Linked DNA regions of Mus musculus: all the other regions are linked to region 2. A link is a contact called in public ChIA-PET, HiChIP or PLAC-seq and promoter capture Hi-C data. All regions are on one chromosome and are shown on one strand. The core of a region is the stretch at or near the end of the contact, and the rest is flanking DNA. Distances in the headings are between cores, read along the strand shown.

Evidence for each region. Promoter capture Hi-C pulls out the DNA fragments that hold promoters and counts their contacts. HiChIP or PLAC-seq counts read pairs in DNA pulled down with a chosen protein or histone mark. ChIA-PET counts read pairs in DNA pulled down with a chosen protein or histone mark. Capture Hi-C pulls out chosen DNA fragments and counts their contacts.
Region 1: a contact with region 2 is called in a promoter capture Hi-C map of pre-B cells, with 2.5 times the contacts expected there. The contact joins the promoter of Spta1 here to the promoter of Mndal in region 2. A contact is called at or near these places in 2 of 39 promoter capture datasets (the 3T3-L1 cell line and pre-B cells).
Region 3: a RAD21 HiChIP or PLAC-seq map of pro-B cells shows a contact between it and region 2, with 11 times the contacts expected there. The contact joins the enhancer-like site here to the promoter of Mndal in region 2. A contact is called at or near these places in 1 of 39 promoter capture datasets (cancer-associated fibroblasts), 3 of 15 datasets of contacts at CTCF or cohesin (CD8 T cells, large pre-B cells and pro-B cells), 2 of 484 Hi-C or Micro-C datasets (B cells and bone marrow-derived macrophages), 6 of 115 datasets of contacts at active chromatin or transcription factors (the 230-238 cell line, bone marrow-derived macrophages, effector CD8 T cells and 2 more) and 2 of 9 other capture datasets (adipose tissue and liver).
Region 4: an H3K4me3 HiChIP or PLAC-seq map of the 230-238 cell line shows a contact between it and region 2, with 18 read pairs. The contact joins the promoter of Aim2 here to the promoter of Mndal in region 2. A contact is called at or near these places in 1 of 484 Hi-C or Micro-C datasets (B cells), 5 of 115 datasets of contacts at active chromatin or transcription factors (the 230-238 cell line, effector CD8 T cells, large pre-B cells and 1 more) and 2 of 9 other capture datasets (liver and macrophages).
Region 5: a contact with region 2 is called in a promoter capture Hi-C map of liver, with 2.4 times the contacts expected there. The contact joins the promoter of Ifi214 here to the promoter of Mndal in region 2. A contact is called at or near these places in 1 of 15 datasets of contacts at CTCF or cohesin (pro-B cells), 1 of 115 datasets of contacts at active chromatin or transcription factors (memory CD8 T cells) and 3 of 9 other capture datasets (adipose tissue, liver and pancreatic islet).
Region 6: a contact with region 2 is called in an RNA polymerase II ChIA-PET map of memory CD8 T cells, with 35 read pairs. The contact joins the promoter of Ifi206 here to the promoter of Mndal in region 2. A contact is called at or near these places in 1 of 15 datasets of contacts at CTCF or cohesin (CD8 T cells), 2 of 115 datasets of contacts at active chromatin or transcription factors (large pre-B cells and memory CD8 T cells) and 2 of 9 other capture datasets (adipose tissue and liver).

What each region holds. Positions count from the first base shown.
Region 1 is chr1:174,171,319-174,175,190 of GRCm38.p6, reverse strand. It overlaps Spta1 (spectrin alpha, erythrocytic 1), which reads right to left and starts at 2,415. Exons shown (of 52, transcript NM_011465.4): 1 at 2,230-2,415; 2 at 628-864. The coding sequence starts at 2,250. It overlaps Gm36196 (a long non-coding RNA gene), which reads left to right and starts at 2,410. Exons shown (of 3, transcript XR_373720.3): 1 at 2,410-2,638.
Region 2 is chr1:173,877,766-173,881,969 of GRCm38.p6, reverse strand. Mndal (myeloid nuclear differentiation antigen like) reads left to right here and starts at 1,783. Exons shown (of 10, transcript NM_001170853.1): 1 at 1,783-1,819; 2 at 1,980-2,045.
Region 3 is chr1:173,454,854-173,458,684 of GRCm38.p6, reverse strand. It overlaps Aim2 (absent in melanoma 2), which reads right to left. Exons shown (of 9, transcript NM_001013779.2): 5 at 3,070-3,351. The coding sequence starts at 3,331. Among named protein-coding and RNA genes, the nearest start is that of Ifi206, 35 kb to the left of the region's middle. Within about 2 kb of position 2,319, at least 17 of the 459 cell types and tissues checked have an H3K27ac peak or open chromatin away from gene starts, as enhancers often do. A contact at or near this core is called in CD8 T cells and pro-B cells, where this site is marked.
Region 4 is chr1:173,418,709-173,422,450 of GRCm38.p6, reverse strand. It overlaps Aim2 (absent in melanoma 2), which reads right to left and starts at 1,847. Exons shown (of 9, transcript NM_001013779.2): 1 at 1,765-1,847.
Region 5 is chr1:173,534,234-173,538,475 of GRCm38.p6, reverse strand. Ifi214 (interferon activated gene 214) reads left to right here and starts at 2,519. Exons shown (of 5, transcript NM_001024721.2): 1 at 2,519-2,804.
Region 6 is chr1:173,488,854-173,492,836 of GRCm38.p6, reverse strand. Ifi206 (interferon activated gene 206) reads left to right here and starts at 1,519. Exons shown (of 8, transcript NM_001372437.1): 1 at 1,519-1,850; 2 at 3,865-3,916.

The sequences.
Region 1 (3,872 bases), core at 1,166-3,665, 290 kb before region 2:
ATAATAATTTTGAGAAAGGCTTGAAAAATATCCCCAGCTGAAGAGAATAGACAGTGCTTTAGAAGCCCTGATAAGTTTTACTGTCTATGTTTTAAAAATTAATCGTTAATATCATAATATAGAAAGCACAAGGTATGTCAAAGTTTCTTGAACTTTTAGACACTATTTTGTCTAATAAGCTATCATGAAGTAATGACTCCAATGAGTTTTATTTGCAGATAAGACTCTGAAAGTTAAGAAATGGAAGGCATAGAACATTTAGAGGCACAACTTTCATCTCTATTAGATAGTCTAATCTTTCTGTGACATCTATGTATTAATTATAAGAATGTGAGTTCTGAACGAAACTTCAATATGATGCAGTATGTTTCTGTATTATCAACAACTGATGTATTGTCAGTTTTTTTTTCTTCTAGCTCACTTTTCTAATGTTGTAAAGAAGAAATAATGCCAGCCTTTTTCTTAACTGAATTTTTTAAGTTCCCATTCTACCATTTTGGCTTTGTTCTGTACACAGAATCAGGGCATGCTTACATCCACCTCCTCAACATTAACATGAGGAAAAGGCCACTTCAGTCTCTAGAGAACTCAGGGTGAGTTCTGTAGACATTTGTGGCACTGAGTTACCTGTATGTTTGTGGGTTCATATGTCTTATCTTTTGCAATTTCAAGCTTTTCCATGATCCACTTCTCCAGGTCATCTGCGTCTCTCCTGAAAACTTGATAGTGGTAAGACTCCTCAAGCTTCTGACCCCTCTCGGCAACGCGATCCTTGAACCTCTGGTACTGGTTTAACACCTCCGCTCTTCGGTGTTGGATTTCTTCTGCTGTTTCTAGGACCTTTGGTCCGCTGCTCTCGACAGCCTGTAAGTGAAAAAGTCTCTTCATGTTTTGAAATATTATTCTATATCCCACAATACACATTATGTTAATTAAAGCTATACAAAGAAAAATAAATAATGCCTGTAGCTGTGGCTAGTTCTCATGTTTAGAATGCGATCCCTCTTGCATATCCCAAGGCTTTCATCCATATTGAATCTATGTTCACAAATTATTAAGCCTATTAATTCATACGGTTATTGGGTGCTGTATAACTGTATAATTTTAAACTATAAATAGCTATTTTTAGATTCTATAGAGAGAAGAAATTTGGACTGCTGAAGCAATGCCACAGAATGTCAGATATACATACATACATTATATATATATATATATATATATCCCAGTACAGGGGAACGCCAGGGCCAAGAATTGGGAATGAGTGGGTAGGGGAGCAGGGCGGGAGGAGTGTATAGGGGACTTTTGGGATAGCATTTGAAATGTAAATGAAGAAAATATCTAATAAAAAATTGAAAAAAAAACTTGGTGCCACAACATTCACAAAAAAAAAAAAAAAAAAACGGGGGGGGGGGGAAATGGTAATTTATACCCTTCAAAGGCTAAACAACATTGATAAGTGCTGGTTATCCTGTAAGTTTAAGGAACAGTCAGATGGTTTGTAATTGCTTTAGTGAATCACACACATAAACCTGAGTACTTTTCCTTTTTAAAAGTCTAGATCATGTATTATGTACTCTTCTAATTTGATTTACTAAAAAAAAAAAAGCTGCTTAAAAGAAAATCTAAATGTAACCTGTCTTCTCACTTGTCACAAAGTATAAATCATTAATGTTTTAATAATTGGATTTTGGAATATAAAATATTTATTATTAATCAACACAAAATCATGCTTTAATTTAAAGAAATCCAGTTTTTGTGTAACAATATTTAGAAAAAAATTCCATAGAGACATTTCTATAGTGCATTGCTCTCCTTACATCTTCTATCCAAAATATGCAATACCGTTTATATTTTGATGTTACTTTATTTTCTAAATATAGTTTTTTTATAGACAGTAATTCCTGAGATGACTCTAAAATTAAGTCATTCCACAAGAGCACAATTTTTAGTGGGATTATTTGGTTTCAAATTACCTAGTAGTTTTCTGAATATCTGACTTGAGCAAGTAATTATTAAAATTATTATTATTAATTATTATTATTATATAGTTGTAAAGTTCTACATTATTTTTAGAAGTGAAACCTTCATAAAAGAATTAAAATCAAAACTCTTTGCTACGTTAAAATCAAATAAGTGTAATTTTTAACGACCCTGTGAGGATGGAATGGAAGGCTCAGAGGAGACAAGCTTTCCTAACTTCATCAGGAATGAGAATTCGTCTGTACTCACAGTTTCCTTTGGAGTTTCCATCTCTGCTCAGCTCAGTCTAAGGCTTTGCAAGATGAAATGTAGCTAAGAGAGAAAAATAGTTCTTTGAATGTCCAGTCCACTTCAAATAGGAATGTCAGAAATGTGAATGTGGCAAAGGCCCAGAGGAAAAAAAGAGTTTTAGAGTCCCGCCAAGCGTAGACAATCTGCATTATCTCCAGGGGACATATTCAGTTGAGGCAGCTGCTGACTTCCACACACAAGGTGACTCAGCAGTTTGGGGGGCTGTGGCTCTCTGGACCTCAGTAGGTATTTTACAAAGGAAAGGAAACAAAGTTTTCAGATGCAAAAGTTTGGAGGAAAACCAGTGACATTTGAAAGGCAAGTGCCTGTATTGGGCTGTGTTTTACTCAGTCACAGAGCTTATAAGGTAAGAGAATTTAAAAATCAGGAAGAAATTCCAGGTTTCCCTTTCTTCTGATTTCACACTGGAGAACTGAGGGAATCAGAGGAGACATGTTTCTCTCTTTCACCCTTCCTTCCTTCCTTCCTTCCTTCCTTCCTTCCTTTCTTTCTTTCTTTCTTTCTTTCTTTCTTTCTTTCTTTCTTTCTTTCTTTCTTTCTTTCTTTCTTTCTTTCTTTCTTTCTTTCTTTCTTTCTTTCTTTCTTTCTTTCTTTCTTTCTTTCTTTCTTTCTTTCTTTCTTTCTTAAAATTATTTAACCTTTTTTTTTTTTCACTCCAGATTTTATCCCCCTCCAGGTCCACCTTCTGACTGTTCCACATCCCATATCTCTTTGCCAACCCATCCACTGGTCATCCCATTTGCTTCTGTTGCTCCTGCCTTTGTGCCTGTGTCTCAGAAATCAATGGCAAGACCTATGTCATGAAGCTTTACCCCAGGTTTCCTCCTAACAGTTTTACATTACACTTAAGTCTTTTGTATGATGAAGACACAATTTTGTTCCACAACATCCAGTCCTGCCAATTAAGCCACTGTGGTGTGTGTGTGTGTGTGTGTGATTATAAGGAATTAAGGGTTTTGTAATTATTATGAGATGGCATCAGAAAGTAGAGCCCAGAACCATAAATTTTGATGGCCTAAGAGAAGACTGGTTAAAAGGAGGAGGGAAATCATGAAATGAATGGTTTTTACAGGAGGAGTCTTCTGTGCGTGGGTGGGGTGATTTGGAGGGCTGTCCCTCTGGGCCTTGTTTATCAGCTCTGGGCAGAGCTGTACGCATAAGGCAAATCAGCCCTGAGCAGCTGCTTCAGCCTGGCTCACAGCTCAGGACAAAGTGAGGCATTTGATGTCCTGCTCTTGGGCTCAGGGAATCCAAGAGCTTCAGAAACAAAAATGTACAGTTTCCATACTGTAAGCATATTTTGGAGTCAATAAAGACAGATACAATAACTTTAATGCAAAATTAGTATTTCCCAAAGAATAGAATCTATCATCAATCTAGTCTCTAACGATTTTGCCTTTGTTTTGCTGGAGCTACTTCATATTTAAATTCTTTGCTTTTTGACTACTACATGGGTCAAGATAGTAGAACACATTGTTCAGAAAATGAAAAAGGTATTTTGTTGGGGGGTGGGGTGCATAGGGTTTCCATATAGAACTCAAGCTGGTCTAGAACTCTTGTCTGTCCTACTTTAGCTTTTT
Region 2 (4,204 bases), core at 534-3,033:
GGGTATGGGGGGCTTTTGGAATAGCATTGGAAATGTAAATGAAGAAAATACCTAATAAAAATAAAGAATAAAAATAAGTAAACAATCCTATTTTTAAAATCCTAAAAACATACAATATCTTGGAATGAAAGTGACCAAAGAAGGAAAAGATTTGCACAATGAAAACTTTAAAACAATAAAAGAACTTGAAGAAGTTAAAAGAAGACAAGACACTTTCCAATTTCATGGGTTTCCAAGAGCTGCCAAACACCAGCACTTGGAAAGCAAACCTCGATGATTTTCTACCCAGGTAAATCTGTGGACCCTGCCAGATGAGTGATGGTATCCCTGGAATTGCACTGCTTCTATATTGATTTTAAAGCTTCCTATAAAGCATCCAGTAGTAGTTGGTGTCCTTTTTCCCCATGTCTCACTATAACAATAGTACAGACACCATCCACTATCCTACAAAGGAAGAAACAGTCAGTCAAACACTGCTTTAAGCTCTGAAGCTACCAGATGTTCAGCTTTTTTCCTTGAGTTTCCAAGGCTTCATCTGCTAGCACTACATAGCCCACAATCTGCTGTCTTTTCCCATTAAAAATATCTCAGGGGTCATTTTCTTAATCAGTTATAGAGGACAGTGAAGCTATAGTATAGAGGGCAGTTACGCCCAATTACTTTTTTTTTTTAAGCTGAGGTTGAAGTTGTATGTTTCTTATAACACTATGCTCTGGGAAAATATGGCCTAGGAACCACTAATGAATTAATGAATGGATGCTTTGGAAAGTGCTTAAACCAAAAGTGATCCATCACACATATTTCCCTATTCAGGAAATGCTCAAGCAAGTACTGTTGTGGTCTGCAGATCACAGCACAAAGCACCCAGAAACGGATCTCAGTTAAACAGGGCTGGTTTATTGAACACACACCCCAAGACTGATTGAACAGGGGCTCAATTCAGATACAAGAGCTATTTTCCAGGGTCAGTTAATATAGGCAGAAAATCATAATGAGCTCATAAGCGGGTGAGGGGAGGGCTGTAGGGTGGTCAACCTTTTTCCAAGTCTTTTTTTTTTCAAGCTGTCCTCTATCTTTCTTTGCTCTGAGTGAAGGCTATGGGTTGGGAATTTCTGATGATGATGATGACTGTTGAAGCCTCAGAATATGGTCAAATTGACCTTTCTTTCAGTCAAACTTTTTCTTTTAATTTTTAAAATGTTTTTATCTTCTTTTTTTTCTTTTTCTTTTTATTAGATGTTTTCTTTATTTACATTTAGGATGTTATCCCCTTTCCTGGTTTCCCCACTGAAGACTCCCTATCCCCTCCTCCCTCCATCTGCTCACGAACCAACCCACACTGGCTTCCTGGCCCTGGCATTCCCCAATATTGGCTGTGCCTACAGTCAAGCTGCTTTTGTGTCAAACAAGCTGGCAGGCATGAAACAAAAGTATTACAGCTGAGCTAGCAGGCTTCATCAAATCCAAGGAACAACAGACTCTCAGGCGCTCCCCTCTGACCACTTTCATACTGAGCAAACAAAGAAGGGTGAGGTGGCTGAGTGACTTGCTTGTATCTCCTTGTGATTCATCTTCTTTCAGATGAGAGTGATTCCTAGTGACCCACCCTTAAGTCTACTGGACATAAAACATGCAGTGTTGCAATTTCTCTCTCTCCTGTGTGTGTTTGTGTGTGTGTGTGTGTGTGCTTCTTTCTAGAAATTACATTAATAACAGGAAATAAAGTGCTCTATTTTAAGAGCTGGGGAAATCGAAAGCTATGAACAGTGCTGGGAGGAGCCCAATTTCATCTTAAGTCTCCCCAGGAAGACAGCACACTGTAAGGCATCCAGCCCTGCTAAAGCTAGAAACTTACTTTAACCAGTTCTCTTGCCCCCCTCCCTGTTATTTTGTAAATACTACATTTTCTCAGCATTTAATGAGATTGCAATGCATTCTGGTGTACTTTTTTGAGTCATTTCTCTTTCTACTCAAAACAGAGAAACCCCATTTCCTGACTTGCTGAAGATTTATCATCTGAACATTGCTGAGAAATTTCCACGGAGGTAAGTCTCTCCCCTTTTATATATAGAAGAGATAGCTCCATGAAACCCACAAGAACATAGGGGATCAGTGTGGTTCTTCCCAGTGGCTGGTGGGGAGAGCACAGATTGTTCAACTGCCAGCAGGGCAGTGAACCTGCTGCAACAGGTTCTGATACCGCATTCAGGATGATGACAGCATCTTTCTTTCTCCATTCCTCGAGCTTGAGGTAAGAAAACATGAGCTTTGATTAGTGCAGGTTATAAAATTAGCTTTCTAAGTATAAGTGTCAATAAATGGAAAACAAGAAGGCTTCAGTAGCCTGGGCTGGGCGGTGCAGGGGAATCTGGTGGCTGGACTGAGTAAAAGACAGGTTAGTGATATAAAAAATTACTGTGATATAATATTCAGTGAAAAATGCATTTGAACAAGTAGCTTCATCATCTGGTCTTATTTTAACATTAGACAGCATGAGAACTAGTGGACATGTGCAGTACAACGTTCCTAAGAATCACAAATACAGTTATTCAAATACTTCCTGTTTCAATATGCATATGTAACTCTTTCTTTCTCTCCCCTTCAAAAAAGGGAGTAAGAATAGTATTTAGTCACTGATAGAAACTTTTTGTCATCATGAAAGTTATTCTTTTTATAGGCTAAATTTTATTTATTTTTGTTTTTATTTTGTTGTCATAAAATATAGGGAGTATGAAGGTCAGTTACATACAATCATTTCTGTTGTCCACTTGGTTTACTTTTAGGATATTTTAAAGGCTTTCTGTATCCTCTGGCATAGGACTCCGTGTGTACTCAAACTTTGTAATTCAAATGTCAATTTGAGATTTGTACCTGAATTAGACCTGTGTTGCTAAGTTTCTCAGTTATACTACTCAAACTTTCCAAATTTTTCCAGATCTTTTTACCCTACTCAGTAGTGACTACACTGTCATATTAACTGTAAACCTGTGGGTTCTCCTTTTTATCTTTTTAAAAAAAGTACAGATTTGTGTGCTCTCACAGATATTGAATGGATGTGATGTATATGTATGTGTATGGATACGTGTACTTGTGTGAAGATATATTCCATGTTTCGATAGAGCTGTGAAATAAGGACAAAGAATTGCGCTATTATTAACTGATAAATCCATAGTTAAAACTACCTCCTTCTAAGATGGGAGGGTTTAACTTTCTGTGGTATTTAATAATAGTTTTGCCTTCCGTTCTATTAAAGCTCCACTAATGTAGATAAATAGGATGTTCTTTAGTTTCTAGAGAATTTAATTTTAGATTTCTCCACTGTTGGGGAATCTTTTATGAACAACCTATAGGTAAATTTCTTAAATAACAATTGGCAGACCTTGTCATTGGACTGGTTAGGTCCCCCCGGGTAGAGTGGCAATCAGCAGAGTTTTGTTTTGCTTCTACTACTGTTATTTCACCCGGGATGTTCTTTATGTTCTCTTCCGTCTGTCTGTCAGCCTTGGTGATGTACTTCCTTTTTCGCTTTTTTTTTTCTGATCAAGTTTTCATTTTAAAGCATAGGTGCACCTACTCAAGTTTGAAATTTTCATTATAGAAGAACCGTATTTTCTTTGATAAGTGCATTTTGCTTATATTCACCCTCTACCCCCTTCCATAATCCCTTCCAGGGACATACTGTCTACCCTACCCGCTAAACTTAGTGTCCAATGCCCGCTCCCCTCCTAACTTCCTTCTGTGAATTTTGTCTGGCATAAACGTGCACAAGGCTCAGGATGCTTCACAACTGTTTTGAGCTCACATGTGCTACTTCCCAGCGGAGTTTGGCAAACACTGTGCCCCTGTAGTCATCTGCCACCCCGACTACTAGAATTTTTCTTCCCCCTTTTTATAAAGTATTTCTGAGCAGAAGGATAAGATTTCTGATTGTGTTTCTCTGCATAGTGTGCACAACAAAGTGTGCATAGTTAGAATGTAGCTTCTGGGTCAGTATAACCTGATTTTCCTGTATTCTATGACTCAAGGATGTGGCGTCTATATCGTTATGGAAGATTTGGGGGTATATATATATACAGTAACCTATATAGATAAAAGTATAAATTTAATTTCTATTGCTTACATATCATTTTTGTGTGAAATAGTTGTGGTCCTATTCTTGATACATTCTCAGAAGGATAGTGATTAATCCCTAACCCTTAACTCT
Region 3 (3,831 bases), core at 1,070-3,569, 420 kb after region 2:
GCCTGGTGACCAAGAAGTGATGGGACTGGGATGAGTTTTGAGCTTAGCCTGTGGTTCAGCATGAGCCCAAACTGGGGGGAAAGTCTGTGATTTTATTCTATATATGGGTGTGTGATATGTGATGTATGGTGTATATGCGTGTGTCGATGGAGTGTGTGTGTGTGTGTGTGTGTGTGTGTGTGTGTGTGTGTGTGTGTGTGTGTGTGTTTAGTCTCAGGTCACACCCATTCCAAATGTCCCAGGAGCAGCATCCTTCCTATCCTTGGAACCCAATCTATCGCCATGAACAAATAGAGAATCTAAGTAGCAACGCTACCCATTTAGGACCTACATCCTGCAAACTTACTTAATTAGAGACGATCAAAGACTCTAGCTAGCAGCTCTATTGGACTGCTAAGCCCAGTTAGTGACCCTACTAAACCATGTAATGTAGATAATGTTTTTATTTGACCACAGAACACAAGCAGCAGCTTGGTCCAATCAGAAAACCTGAGAACAAGGTGTCTCCTTATAATTGATACCAACTGACATATGCATAGCACAGCCTGGGGTAAGAATAAGGGGGTTGTGAAGGAGAAGAGAAGTAGAACAAAGACCCAAAAAAGTTACTGCTTTCTCCTCCTCAAATGTGCAGGCACCCATCCAACATTTTATTCTGAAAAGGAAACTTCTTGTCCTGATTTTTAAGTGACCATCTATTAATATGGTCAGTGTTCAATTACTTAAGGAACTTATAGGTAAAGATGTTATAAGAACCTTTTTACGTGTGGTTTCCTCACAGAATCTGAAACATTCAGGGATGTTCATGGATTTAATTTTGTTAGATATCAAATCATGTAATGTATATGACTAACAGTTGTCACATAATAAGTATTCTGTCACTCTCTTTCAGACAACAGGAAGGAACTGAGTCTTGGTCAGGAATCCTATAGGGACCTTTATTCTTGTAGGCATGTCTAATCTATGGTCCATGAATCACATGTGCCAAGGACAGCTCTGAATGCAGCCCAATGCAAAACTATAAACTTCTTAGAATTTTTTGATCACATTTTTAACTCCATTGTGCTGTTATGGTGCATAAACTTTGGAAATGCTAGTGGCCTATGACTAATACCAAAATGACCAAATATGCTTGCAAGAAGTTCAACTGATCGTCCAATGGTTAGTGCTATGACATTTTTATTTATATTTTGGATATTTGCACATAAAAACATCCAGTCTCTGTTGACAGCACAGGAGAGGAGAAGAGAGCTAAGGGAGCCAAAGGGAATAAACATGTCACTCTGTTCTAGCCTATCAATCATACTGACCTTTTAAAAAAAATGCCATTGAGAGTGTTGTGTGGAAACATTTGGAAAAGTCATCTTCCCACTAGATACCTCTCGTTTCATTTAATAATTCAATGCACACTTTTCCTCTATCTAAGATCATTATACTTGGAGAATTTCCTTAGGTTTGCTTGGGTTTGTCATGCTTATTTAACCTCATAATTTTTCACCTGTTCTCTTGCTCAAGCCTCAACTAAAGGTCGGGACCCTGTTATCATTCTTTAATGACATCGTTTAATTTGTTCAGATACACACACATACACACACACACACACACACACACACATACACACACACACACACACACACACACACACACACACACACACACAGTTTTCATGAGGCAAGGCCACGTCATGCTGAACATTTACCAGAAGAAACACAAGGCAAAACTGCTGGGAAACAAGCCAGAGATCAATGCTCTACCGTAGCAGCCACTGGCATCACTGACACAGCTGTGGTCAAGGCAGGCTTGAAGATGACTTCAAGTAGCACTTCCAAGCTGCAAAGTGCCTAAACTGACTTCTAGATCAGCAGTCACTCCTGAGTTTTCAACCAGGTCTCAAAGTAGATCTTTTGAGCTAATCAAGCCGATAAAACCCCACCATTATTACAGAAGTAAAATAGAGGAAATTTTTTTAAGTAAGGGGGCTTTATATCATCCTATCCAGAAAAAAAAAAAAAGAAGCCATGAATAGGAATTAATTTCGGGAGTTAAAACTAAAACATGCTATCAGGCTCGCTTAGTTCAGTAGATGAACAGTAGTGACTGGAGCAATGATGTGTTCTTACTGCCACTGTGTGGTCAAATGTAAGAACTACACTTTCTGTCCAATGTCAGCTACTCTTAAACTAATCGTGATCAGGCCTTGCTCTAAGTTCCTCAAAGTCACATAGCATCTTATACCTGTATGTGATTTTTACCCTTACTTCATCACTTAGACGGCGTATAAATAACCCTCTGGAATCCAAGCCCCTGCTGCTGCATCACACACATCTCCTCGGCAAGCAGTTAACATTTTGAAGCTTCTGTATTACATAGTGTCCCCAAACCACTGCCTTTGGAATCTCTCATTTTAGGGACTCCCTTGATGAGGTATACTTTCATTGGCTCTTATTAGTCATTTGAACCCCAAGGACATCCCAGTTGTTCTTAAGGAGTAATTGGAAACTTAACGACATGGCATATAATTTGTGGAGAGTGAGAGCTGGTTTATTGAATGCAAACACGTGCTTTGTGTCCTGGAAGTTCATAATGTCGTCTATGCTAGAGATAAAGGAAGGATTAGAAACTCCATGCAGTAGAAGCGCAAAGGCTTCCTTAAAAAGGCCAACTGGGACCATGGCAGGATGGCTCAGCGCGGAGGTGGATAGTCCATGGCAAAGTTAAACAGTTCTCTGGTTTGTATGTTCAAGGCTGTGTTTTCTTCATGTCACAGCCAGGCAGGCCTTCAGCCAAGTGTGAAAACCTTAAGTACTGTGTAATGAGACCTTGGACATTAACACCGACCTGCCATTTCCGCAGTTTCTGCAAGTAGATTGGAGACAGACTCTGGTGAAGAGAGAGACAATGGTGGCAGCCCTGACTACCGGCATCAGACACGGCTAAGGAATTTGTAACATGCTGTTTAGTGACTCTGGGGGGTGAAGGGCCTGGTGATTAAGGAAATTAATTTCCTACAATACAATGTAGAAGGGTTTCATTTCTCTCATATCATTAAGGGAGGGCACTCCTACGCACCTTCTTTCTTTTTCTCTTCAAGAGCATTTGCAATATGCATATAATTCAACTTCTGGAAAATATTAATGGCCTTGGTCACTGCAGACGCCGCACCTGCACTTTGAATCAGGTGGTCAGCTAACTCTGTCCTATCTGCCACGTCGAGTGTGCTCCTGGCAATCTGAAACTCAGTCAAAGCAAAGTACTTGAACCGTTTCAGTTCTTCCTCCGTGATGTGGTCCAGGCCGGTCAACAACAGCATTTCCCGGTACTCACTCTCCATCTCACAGTCCCAGGATCAGCCTGAAAAGAAACCTCGGCCGTAAGATTACAGCACTCTATGCAAGTCTACATTCAGGACACACAAGGTAAGTGGTTAACAAGGCATACCCAAGATGACAGAGCAGGAGGAGAGCATTAGGTGAAACGTGAAAAATGAATCGCTATGCAAGATGATCAAAAAAGGATACTTTCAAAGGGCATGTGGTAACCTAGGAATTCTTAGGGTTCCTGACCCCTGCAAAGTGTAGAATATGGCACAGTGTGTATACTTCAGGCATATAACTTAAAATTTAACATACATATACATGAAATATATTTACCAGTTCATTCACTTGAGGACCATATTTTGCTGTCCCATCTCTTCAAATTCAAGATCAGAAGATTTTTCTCCTGTATTCTTCTCTAGAGACTTAAAAGGTTTAACTTGTATATCTATGACCTATTCTGGATTCTTTTGTATATGGTATAAAACTATACAAAGATCCTTTTGTGCACGTGGCA
Region 4 (3,742 bases), core at 598-3,097, 460 kb after region 2:
AAAATACGTGAACATATGTATCAGGCACTAAGCACAAAAACTCTAGTTAGAGCAGCTCTATCAATATTAGTCAGAGAAGACTATAAGACAAATAGTGCCATTAAGGACAGAGTTGCTATACAACAATTAAATGTTAAAGTCATCAAGGTAATATAACCAACAATTCTAAACAGTAAGCACCTCATTGAATAAAGTCAACAGTTGTAAACAAAATTTGACAGTTCTCCACTAACAAATGGCAAATGTACCATGATGGTCAGAAATTACAAAACATTTCCTTCAGTAACTAACGCTTTAAATAGCCAAGAATAAAATAAAACAAAAAGCAAAAAAGTAGAAAAGTTGAACAACATAATTAACAACTATGTTCTGATACTTAGAAATACTTACCACACTTTCGGTAAGGGCACAAAGGTTATCACTGAGTTCCAAAGAGTAGTTACTGTATTAGTTTCTTTTTTTTCTTCAATTTTTAATATTTAAATGTATTTTATACATCAAACATATTAATAATATTGAGCATTTTGAGAATCAAATAGTCTGTAAAAATGTGTTCAACTTTTATATTGATATCCTTTCATACCCTAAAAATATCATTAATGAATATTTAATACAGGAGAACACAGTAAACAGCTATAAGCACTTAAAGAGGCAACACAAAAATCTCTTAAAGAATTACAGGAAAAAACAATCAAACAGGTAAAGGAAATGAACAAAATCATCCAAGATCTAAAAATGGAAATAGAGACAATAAAGAAATCACAAAGGGAGACAACCCTGGAGTTAGAAAACCTACAAAAGAGATCAAGAGTCATAGATGCAAGCATCACCAACAGAATACAAGAGATAGAAGACAGAATCTCAGATGCAGAAGATACCATAGAAAATATTGACAAAACAGTCAAAGAAAATGCAAAAAGCTCTTAACCCAAAACATCCAGAAAATCCAGGACACAATGAGAAGATCAAACCTAAGGATAATAGGTATAGAAGAGAGCGAAGATTCCCAACTTAAAGGGCCAGTAAAGATTTTCAACAAAAATATAGAAGAAAACTCCCCTAACCTAAACAAAAAGATGCTCATGAACATACAAGAAGTCTACAGAACTCCAAACTGGACCGGAAAAGAAATTCCTCCTGTCATAATAATCAAAACACCAAATGCACCAAACAAAAAAAGAATATTAAAAGTGGTAAGGGAAAAAGGTCAAGTAACATAAAGTCAGACCTATCAGAATTACACCAGACTTCTCCACAGAGACTATGAAAGCCAGAAGATCCTGGGTAGATTTCATATAGACCCTAAGAGAATACACATGGCAGCCCAGGCTACTATACCCAGCAAAAATCTCAATTACCATAGATGAAGAAACCAAAATATTCCATGACATAACCAAATTTACACAATATTTTCTCATAAATCCGGCCCTACAAAGTATAATAGATGGAAAACACCAACACAAGAGGGAAACTACACCCTAGAAAAAAGCAAGAAAGTAATCTTTCAAAAAAACTAAAAGAATATAGCCACACAGATATAATTCCACCTCTAACAACAAAAATAACAGGAAGTAGCAATCACTTTTCCTTAAATATCTCTTAGCAATCACTTTTCCTTAATATCTCTTTTCAGTTCCCCGCAAAAGACAGAATTGGATATGTAAACAGGACCCAGCATTTTGCTGTATTAGTTTCTTTTCTGTTTTGATAAAATGTCATGAACATTAGCAACATAGGGGAGAAGTAGGTTTTAATTTTACTTACAGGTCCATGAGGGTGGATTTCATCACGACAAGGAAAAAACCTAGCAGCTAGTTAAGGAAGCATGGCGGCAGACAGGACAGGAAGCAGGCAGGACAGGAAGCAGGCAGGTTGTGATTCTTGCTCAGACAAAGAAACAGAGTTACAAGTGAGACCGCCTATCACCTCTCACAGGCCGCCCTCAGTGACCCACTTCCTCCAATAAGGTTTCTCCAGTAAGTTCCTCCTTGTGAAAGTCCCAAGACCTTCCGGAGCCACCAGCCGGCATATATTCAAACCTCAACAGATACCATAGGAATGATCCTTCCCCCAAATTCCAGGGATTTAACTATGGAAATGGGAAAGCAGGATCCAATTGGAACTAGACTGAAATAAACTTGCTATTACCTAATAAAGTAAAGGAAATAGAGATTAAAAGCACATATAATTTTTAAAAGATGCCATGTCACTTGAACATTTGGGATTATGGAGTAACATTATCTGCTTGGCATTTCTTTCTTTTTTTTTTTTTTTTTTTTCTATTTGATTCCGTGTCTGATTTTTTTTTAATTGTTCTTTTGTGTTACTACCATGCTGGGTTTTTTTTTCCCCACATTTTTTTTATTAGATATTTTCTTCTTAGATTAAGGTTACTTAGAATTTTGAGCTCTGATGCTTTCAAGCTAACGTTACATCACAGGCTTTCTGTCATGCCATTATTCTCACCTTTTATCGAGAAATAGCTCCCTGGCCCCTATGTTTCTTCCCCCTTCAGCTAGAAATCAAAAGCCCTCTTCTAAATATAAATTCATGTCAATAAAACACCTACAGACCAACACACCCAGAAAATCAGAGTTCCTTTTAGGCTCAGTCTGGGTCAACCCTCTGAACAATATATTCTAATTCCTGCCACGGCCAAATGCACTTTCTTTTGTAAAGGTCTCAGTTGTGGTGCAATAAAAGATAACTTCTGTTCCTCAGTCAACTGAAGGTTTAGAACCAGGCTTCCTGCAGCCTTATTCTTTTCTAGAATACAGTCAATACTAATCCCTCTTTCTAACCTCAGAAACCCAGGACTCTCTTTCCTCTTAATTTACTGATTAGCAAAATGGTCCTAAAGCTTTCTCTAGAAAACTTCTGACATATCTTACTTACCTCAGGGGATTTTCTTCTCTCCAAAGCAGCCTTAGTTCTCAACTCAGGGACTGGTGTATGTCCTGAGAGTTCAAACCATCCGCCTCACAAAGATTTTCACTATGAGTAGTAGGACATGAAAATCATGAAAATCAGGTCTTGGGAGACAGAAAGCAGAAAGTACTCTCAACTATCTTCTTTCACTTTGAAGCTTGGCTAGTCCTGGCCCTATAGCTGAGTCCTAAACCCTGATGCTGGGGCAAAATAATTATATATTAAGGCTCTGCCCAAGCAAATGCTAGTTTTCAGTTTCCTTTTTACAAGCCTCAGCAGAGTTTCTCCTCCAGCTGTGAGGTCTCAACCAGAGGTATTTTAGATATAGGGAACTCCACAAAAGTTATTTCCTGCTTTACCAGGGAGTTCATAGCCTAAGGGACAAGCCCAGCCCAATGCACACCACCCACTCACTTACTGGTGGTTGGTTTTCTTTGATTTCAACATCAACACACAAAAAAGGGTGGGCTCTGCATAATCAGATCTCTTGATTGACAGGCTGCCCTCACACAGCTTCCATTACCCAACCTTGCCCTAGTGACTGTAGTGCACTTTACACTTGTAAATTGGTATGCATTGTTTGCTCAGGGAGAGGCTGGTTCTATCCTCCTGCTACTTCAGAGAATATTTGTCTTACAGTGTCCTCCAGGGCTTCTTGTCTGGGGATGTCTGGTTTTCCATCTCTGTTACAAGGAGGACAAAACAGCTCAAGAATAAAAATATGACCTTCTTAAAAACTAGGTCAATCATTTCCAACATGTTTTAACTGTGATGTATACAGGTCTACAGTGTGAAGGTCAGCCATGGAGAGAAA
Region 5 (4,242 bases), core at 1,270-3,769, 340 kb after region 2:
ATGTGGAACAGTCGGAGTGTGGACAGGTATAGGGGAGAATAAAATATGGATTGTAAAAAAAATAAATTAAAAATGAAAGAAAATGATAAAGTAAAATTAAAACATAATTGAGCTGAGAGATCCAAAAACCTTGGGAATGAAAATTTTTGAGTTTCCTAGGAAAATGAACAAGGTTCCTTGGGGCAGCCAGGAAAAATGGGCCATTAATCAATGGCTGTCCTAACACTCAATCAAAAGGGAGTACAAGCCCAGAGCTGAGTCATTTCCTGGAATATTTAGCTGAAGGAGAAACAAGCCCAGAGCTGAGTCAGTTCCTAGATTCTTCGAGGCCTCACCAAATAATAGAACCAATCAAAAGTGTACTAATGTCGCTGCTGCCGTTCTAGCCAATCATGTTAGAGATTACCTAACTATTCTAGAAAATTCCTCCAGCCCTGCATAAAGGGGGCCTGCGATCTCTCTGGGTTGTCTCCATTTTGTATGGATAGCTTACCCTGGCAAGTTAGACATTTCTGCAAGATAAATGCTCTTTGCTTTTGCATACTATTTGAGTCTGGGTTCTTCCTTCAGCGATTCTTGAACTCTTACAGAGACAGAATGAATCACATAAATTTGTGAAGTTTTCAAATAAAAATTAATGTTATGGGCTAAAGAGTTGGTTCAGTTGTTAAGAGTATTTGTTGCTCTTTCAGGACCCAGGTATGATTACCAGCAACCACATGGAGTTTTATCACCTCCTTGGGTACCAGGCATTTATATGTTGCACAGACATACATGTGGGCAAAAACATTCATACACCTAAAATAATAAAAATTAAATCTAAAAGAAGTGAAAGTGGAAAATAATAAGGAAAAAAGTAATTTTATATAAAATGGTGAAAAGTAAAAATTAATTTAGAGAAAAGTTCATTAAAACATTAAATAAGTTAATACTCATGTTTAATTATTATTTGATTCCATTATTAATATTCATCCTGATGGTAAATGTGCGACAATATCTAATTATAAGTAAAACTGTATCTCAGAGATATGAGCAAGTCCCTTTTATAAAGTCAATTGGTAATAAAGAAAACATGATAAAATTAGGCATAGTGGAGAGCTGAATTTTGAGACTGGCCTGGGCTCCATAGTCAGACCCTGCATCGACTACCAAATAACAGCAATAGAGATAAGAAGTCAAAGTGTAACATCACCACTTTGCCACATCACAAATTAAACCATAATTTCTTTCTCTGATGCTGTAATTTGGAATGATCCATACAAAGACTGTCCACAGTGCTTGTCCCAGCTTGGTACCTTTGGCTACCTTGTGGCTATGTTGGGCTTCTGCAGCAGGGATAGGCAAATCCACTGAGACATAAGCAGGAACTGAGCGGAAACAGTAGGATCAACTTCCCCTGGCCTTTCTTTACTACATCAGTTCAAAAGATGAAGAAAGGAAAAGGAAAAACTACATTGGCCAAACAAAAGAAAGATAAAGATGGTATTTTCCAACCTCCATCCACCATGAATAAAGGACTGCAATCAGAATCAATGGTGGAGACACAGCACAGGTCCAGTGGCTTAGCTCTCCCAAGAAAAGCTTCTCTGGCTTTCCTTCCCCTTCTCTCCTTTTTGAGATTAATTAGTATTTTATGTAGTCTAAGAAACTAGTGAAAATGGCACCTAGTCAGCAAATCCATAGTTTCTAGTCATCTACATTGTTTCAGAAATACTTCAAGGTAATGCAATTCCCAATGATGGAAACATGAAAGGATGGCATGTTTTTAAAAGTTCTTAACTAAGGCAATCACCAGTTAAAGAATACTACTTTCCAAAGCCGGGTAAAAGATTTAAACCTAAACTGAGCCTGGTCTACAGAGAGAGTTCCTGGCCAGCCAAGACTACACAGTGAGACTCTGTCTTTAAAAGTAAATAAATTAACAATAGTAGTAGTAGTAGTAGTAGTAGTAGTAGTAGTAGTAGTAGTAGTAGTAACAGAAAAGAGGAAAGCTAAAGCCAAAATCCTTTCTGCTTACGTGAGGTTGGAGTCCTATGTTTCTAACAACATTGGTACTCTGGAAAGTCCAGGGAACTAACAAAGGAGTGAAGTGTTTAAACCAAAAGCAATTTCATCTCAGATTATTTTTTCTTTTTTGAAATTCATTCAAGAGCAGCTAGCAATTGCCAATTTCTCCTGCTGCCATCTGCATCCTGAGCAGGAAAGAAAGAGACCTGGTGACTTAGCTTTGCCTTTTGGGGATTCATCTTTATTTAAAAGAGAGCACATTCCTGGTGACTCCCTTGTGAGTTTGTTGGATACAGAGCTTTTATATTTGGTTCTTGTACCTGTAAGATTTGTAAGAAAAGCAAAACATATCAATGGAGTGTAACTGTCTCTGACTTTCTTATGGTGACTAAAAGGTATACAGGAAAAAACTGTCGAGTTTCAGTCTCTGAGGAAATCGAAAGCGATGCACTCTGCTGGGAGGAGAACTTGCTATTTCTTAGCTCTTCTGCCCACAAAACAACACCCAGCTGAGACATTCAGCAAGCCTCAGTCCATGGAGTGAGTCTAACCTGAGAATTTCTGTAGATTACATTTTCCAGTTCCCAAGAGATTTATTGGTTTATCTTCTTCACACACACACACACACACACACACACACACACACACACACACACACACACCAACTCCTCCCAGTCCCCAACAAACTTTAAGAAGAAGAAGGACAAAAGAGAAGAGGAGGAAGAGGAGTGGAGAAGCCTCTAGTCCTGCCCTGTAGAAGATCTCAGCTTTACATCCTTAGAGAAACATCCAGCAAGGTGAGTTCTACCTGTTTTCTGTAGATATGGTAGATATTGGCTACATCTGTAAAAACAACAAGGACAGTGAAAAGACCTTTGCTGGTTCTTGTGGAGGAGGCAGTGCTGATCTGGTGCCTGCTGCACTCAGCAGTGAGCCCACAGCAGCCGGATTAGGGTCAGTCACTCAAAAAGATGGCAGACATCTTTAGTCCTCCACCACAGAGGAATGAGCTAAGAATAAAACATTTTGCATATTTTAGATTGTTTAATGAACTTTCTAAGTATAAATCTGAATAAGTGGATAATGTGAAGGCTATAATTAGCTCGGATAGGGAGTTCATGGTTATCTGGGATCTGTGGGTGAGTGGGAAAAAGCCAAGATAGTGACATGAAAAATTATTGTGAATAAAAACTGCCTCTGGACATGAAATGAATTTTCTAGTATCCTATCACTAGGAAGTTTCTCAGGATCATAATATATAAACACACAATGGTTTAACCATTTCCCAAACACATTCTGTTTGTTCTCTTCTTCACACCTTTCTAAAGGTGGTATTTCCATTATTGGTAATTTCTACCATCACGAAAGTTGTTTTTGGCCATTTTGTTTTCCTTTTGGTTCTCTAATGGTGAAGTGTAATAGAGTGATGGAAAGTTAATTAGAACACATGTATCTTGCCCATTTATAGAACAGTTTGAAGAATACGTGTACCACAGCAGAGGACTTGGATAGAAGCTCTTAATTGATTTCAAAGTTCTGTGAACATTAGACCAGGCTCGCTAAGTTTATTAATTATTGTAGCTAAACTTTCTAAATCACTGCAAAAGATTTTACTTATTTTTAACAATCAAGAGATGTACTTCTTTTTTATTTATTTTTATTTTTATTTTATTTTATTACATTTCAAATGTTATCCACCTTCCCAGTTTCCCCTCTTCAAACCTACTATCTCATCCCCTCTTCCTCTGCCTCTATGAGGGTACTCCCTCACACACCCATCCACTCCTGCCTGCCTGCCCTGCCATTCCCCAACACTGGGGCATTGGGCCTTCACAGGACCAAGAACCACCCCTCCCACTGATACCAAATAAGGCCATCCTCTGCTACATTTGCAGCTGGAGCCATGGTTCCCTTCATGTATACTCTTTGGTTGGTGGTTTAGTCCCTGAGAGCTCTGGGGGTTCTGTTTGGTTGATATTGTTGTTCTTCCCATGGGATGGCAAACCCCTTTAGCTTCTTCAGTCCTTCCCTAACTCCTCCATTGGGGTCCCATTGTTCAGTCTGGTGGTTGGCTGCGAGCATCTGCAATCTGTATTAGTCAGGCTCTGGCAGAGCCTCCATAGAGATGAACTTCTAAATGTACCATGATATTCTGATCTTTCTATTATTATTATAAGCAAGTCAGCTCAGTCAGTCAACAATGTCTCAAGGGAGGGAGGATTAAAAAGAAAAAGA
Region 6 (3,983 bases), core at 270-2,769, 390 kb after region 2:
CCCATTTTTTGATTGGGTTATTTGGGTGCTTGGTGATTAGATTCTTGAGTTCTTTATGTATTTTTGGATATTAGCCCTCTATTTGATGTGGGGTTAGTGAAGATTATTTCAAAATCTTTAGGTTGCTGATCTGTCTTATCAACTATGTTCTTTGCTTTACAACCTTGCCAGTTTCATGATGTCCCATTTATCAATCCTTGATCTTAGAGCATGAACCATTAGAGTTCTGTTTAGGAAATTTCCCCCTGTGCCAATGAGTTCAAGGCTCTTTCCCATTATCTCTTCCATTAGATTCAGTGTATCTGATTTTATTTTGAGGTCCTTGATCTAATTAGACTTGAGCTTTGTGCAAGGTGATAAATATGGGTCTATTTTCATTCTTCAACATACAGACAGCCAGTTAGACTAACACCCTTTTTTGAAATGCTTTCTTTTTTCCATTGTATAGTTTTGGCTTGTCAAGATCAAGTGATGGGAAGTGTGTGGTTTTATTTCTGGGTCTTCATTTCTATTCCATTGATCAACATGTCTGTCTCTGTACCAATACCATGCAAGTTGAATCACTATTGCTCTGTAGGAAAGCTTGAGGTCAGGGATGGTGATTTCCCCCAACTGTTCTGCTATCAAAGGCAGAGACATCCAAAAGTTGCCCAAGACTAGCAGTTGGAAAGCATTTTAACTCCCATCATTTTCATCCAGGTGACTGGTTACCTAGCTATGGCATTATCCTCTTTTGCAGACCAGCTGGCAGGCTCTCATACCATTATCTGCTACTTGATACCATTTGTTCCATGTTTCAGGATTACATCAATCCTTAATCCTTGAATTCTCCATGCCAGAAAAGTGCAGCAGGACAAGCATTATTTCAGTCCATAATCTCAATCAAAGCTCGAGGTTTCCCACTGACTCCCAGGCCCCAGGTTTCCCTGTGCTTACCAGTGAATAATGTAGAGACACTGAGGAAGCATTAACTTCACCATTGAAGGAGGACAGCTTAGTTCTATAATCAAGAGGGAGGTGGATAATGCCAAATGCCTTTCTAGCTATTTGAGGTTGCAGCTTGGAGTTGTGTGTTTGTAACATTATGCTGTGGCAAGTCTAGGTCTTGGGAGCTACTAATGGATGCATAGATGCTACAGGAATGACTTAAACCAGGAGTTGTTTCATCTCAGATTTTCCTTGAAACTCATTCACATGCAGCTGGCAACTGACACAGCAAAGATCTCCTGACACTGAGTCTGAGCAGAAAAGAAAGAAGAGACTGGGTGACTTGGCTTTTTTTGGTCTAAGTTTTCACCTTCATTCAAAGGAATGAAGGTTCCTAGGGATCCTTTTGCAAGCCTGTAGGACATGAGGATTATAAATCTAAATCTTGTACCTATGAAGATTTGCAAGAAACATCCTGAGTGTAACTAGCTCTCTTTGACTTTTTTGGTAATTGTTTACAGGAAGGAAACTCTTGAGTTTCTGTCTCTGAGGAAATCGAAAGCTATGAACCTTGTCCACTCCCCACAAAGTAGCACAGGATGAGAAACCCAGTTCCCCTCAGTCTGAGCAGCTGAGCAGTGACTCTACCCAGTGTCAGCTTTCCATCTCTCTCTGAAAACACTTCATTGTCTCAGAATTTCAGGAGATTACAAAATCCTCTGGTTCTCTTTCTGAGAGATTTACTGTTTACTCTTCATACACACACTCACACACAGACTCACACACACACACACACACACTCTCTCTCTCTCTCTCTCTCTCTCTCTCTCTCTCTCTCTCTCTCACTCACTCACTCACTTGCTCACTCACTCACTGCTTCCTGCCCTGCAAAACTGGATACCACTGAAGAATTTTCTGAAGAGGTGAGTCCTCCCCCTGCTTTCTCTGTGAATGCACACGACTACAGGTGAAATCCTTGTCGATCTTTAGGTTGAGAGAGAAGGAAGCCAAGCTGGTGGCTGCTACACTGAGCAGTGAATCTGCACTATCTGGATTCAGGTCCTTGGCTCATAATGATGCTAGGCATCCTGATTCCTCCACCAGTAAGACTGACCCAAAAAGGGGCATATTTCAGATTATAAAATACACGTTTTTTAGGTAAGTCTGGATAAGTGAATAAGAAGAGTGCTTTAGTTTTCTTGGCTGGAGAATGCTTAGAACCTGGTGGTTGTAGTGAGTGGCTGGGCAACAGACAAGTTTGTGACAGGAAAAATTGCCATGAAGCAATAATACTGAAAAAATGCATCTAGCCCTCAGGCTGCATTATCTATTATTGCAACCATACACAACCTGGGCACCAATGGGCATATGTAGTCAAAGATATCCCAGATTCATTATGATTGCAAACCTGTGGTTTTATTGACTTAAGAAGCACATTAAATGGTCTTCATTCACTTGTGCATCAAGTGAATAAAGTAATATTGTAGACATTGTTAGTCTGTATCATCCTGAAAGTTAATTGCTTTGGGTTTTTGTCTTTTTAGTTTTCTTTGATTTTGTTTTCTGGTGGTAAGACTTAGAAAAGAGTTGGAGGTTCATCGGAACTAGATGTATACTTCATACTTTTAGACTCTTCTGCAGTCCCTCTGTGCACTATGGTTGATCTATCACTTATTAGGTGTATTAATTATGCTGCCCAGACTTTCTAAAATTTTACAAAAGTTATGACCCTGTTCATTTAGAAATTAAGATAAATACTCCTAAATCATGCATTAAATTTTGGTTTTTTAAGTTATTACTGGACAATTCTATTATTAAAACACTTTTCTATTTCTAGGAGGTAAACTATTGTCATTCTTTTGGTTTTCTGAGAAGAATTTTATATTTTTGGTTCTAATTAAGACAATGCTAATATAAAAAAATCTGTTCTTATTAGTTTCTATAAAAAGGATTTATTTTATAATTTCCATGAATGCATGCCTTAATGGAAACATTTAGCTGCACATATTAAAGAAAATTTGACAAAGGATGTTAATTAACCAATTATATGTTAGTTCCTGTAGGGTAGGTTGAGGACACATTTTTCTGGATTTTACTATGACTACTTCTTTTATGGGACATCTGCATTTCTTTTCTTGCCTTCTCTTTATGACTCAAGTGGCTAACAAGTGATGACAACATTACTGAGCTTATGTTGTTTCCTCCTTCAGTGGTCCTGTTGATGTCCTTACTGTCTCTCCTCTCTCTGAGGAGAGTTTCACTCCTGAGGCAGAGACTCACCCAGTTTTCACCTTGCTTAGGTTTTACTCTGAGGAGCTCTCAACTGCACACACTATTTTCTTACCACACTTCCCAGAGCTCTTCCTGGTGCGTTAGCTCATCTGAACCTGCCGAGGCACTGATGCCAGAGAGTACTGTTGAGGCTTTCTTCTCTGAGTGTGAATTGGTCTACATTCAGACACTCATTCTCAGTGTTTGTTTTATGTAGGGTAAGTTAAGGGTACCTCTTTGCACCATTGGGGATGACTATACTTTGATATCTAGGATTTGCTAACTGAAGATGGGTTTTAATGTAAATACCTGAAACACTATACTACTGAATATTGTTGAGATTGGGATCATTATTGCAACATTTAAAAAAATATTATTTTAGCAGAAAAGAATGAACATTTACATGTAAGCAGATTATATCAAAAATGTCAAGGTCTCCTGTCATTTCACATCAGTCTATATTTTGGCATAAGCTTATTGTCAAAAATCATAAAATAAATACAACCTTCAAAATTTTGAAACTCCTCCAGTTTGTAGTATCTTAGGCCATTGTAATATAAAATCATCCCACTATTTTGCTGAAATCTGATTGCTCTAGAGAGTATGGTCTTTCATATGATCTGATCTTCTTTAGTATCACCATCAATGTTCTATTTCTCTTTGTAGACTTGCCTTTCGTCTTCTGAACCGTGTCTGCCAGACAATGCTGTTGTAAAAGGTTAGTAATCTGAGAACATTTAGCACTCTGATTAGAATATTACACACACAAACACACACACATGCAC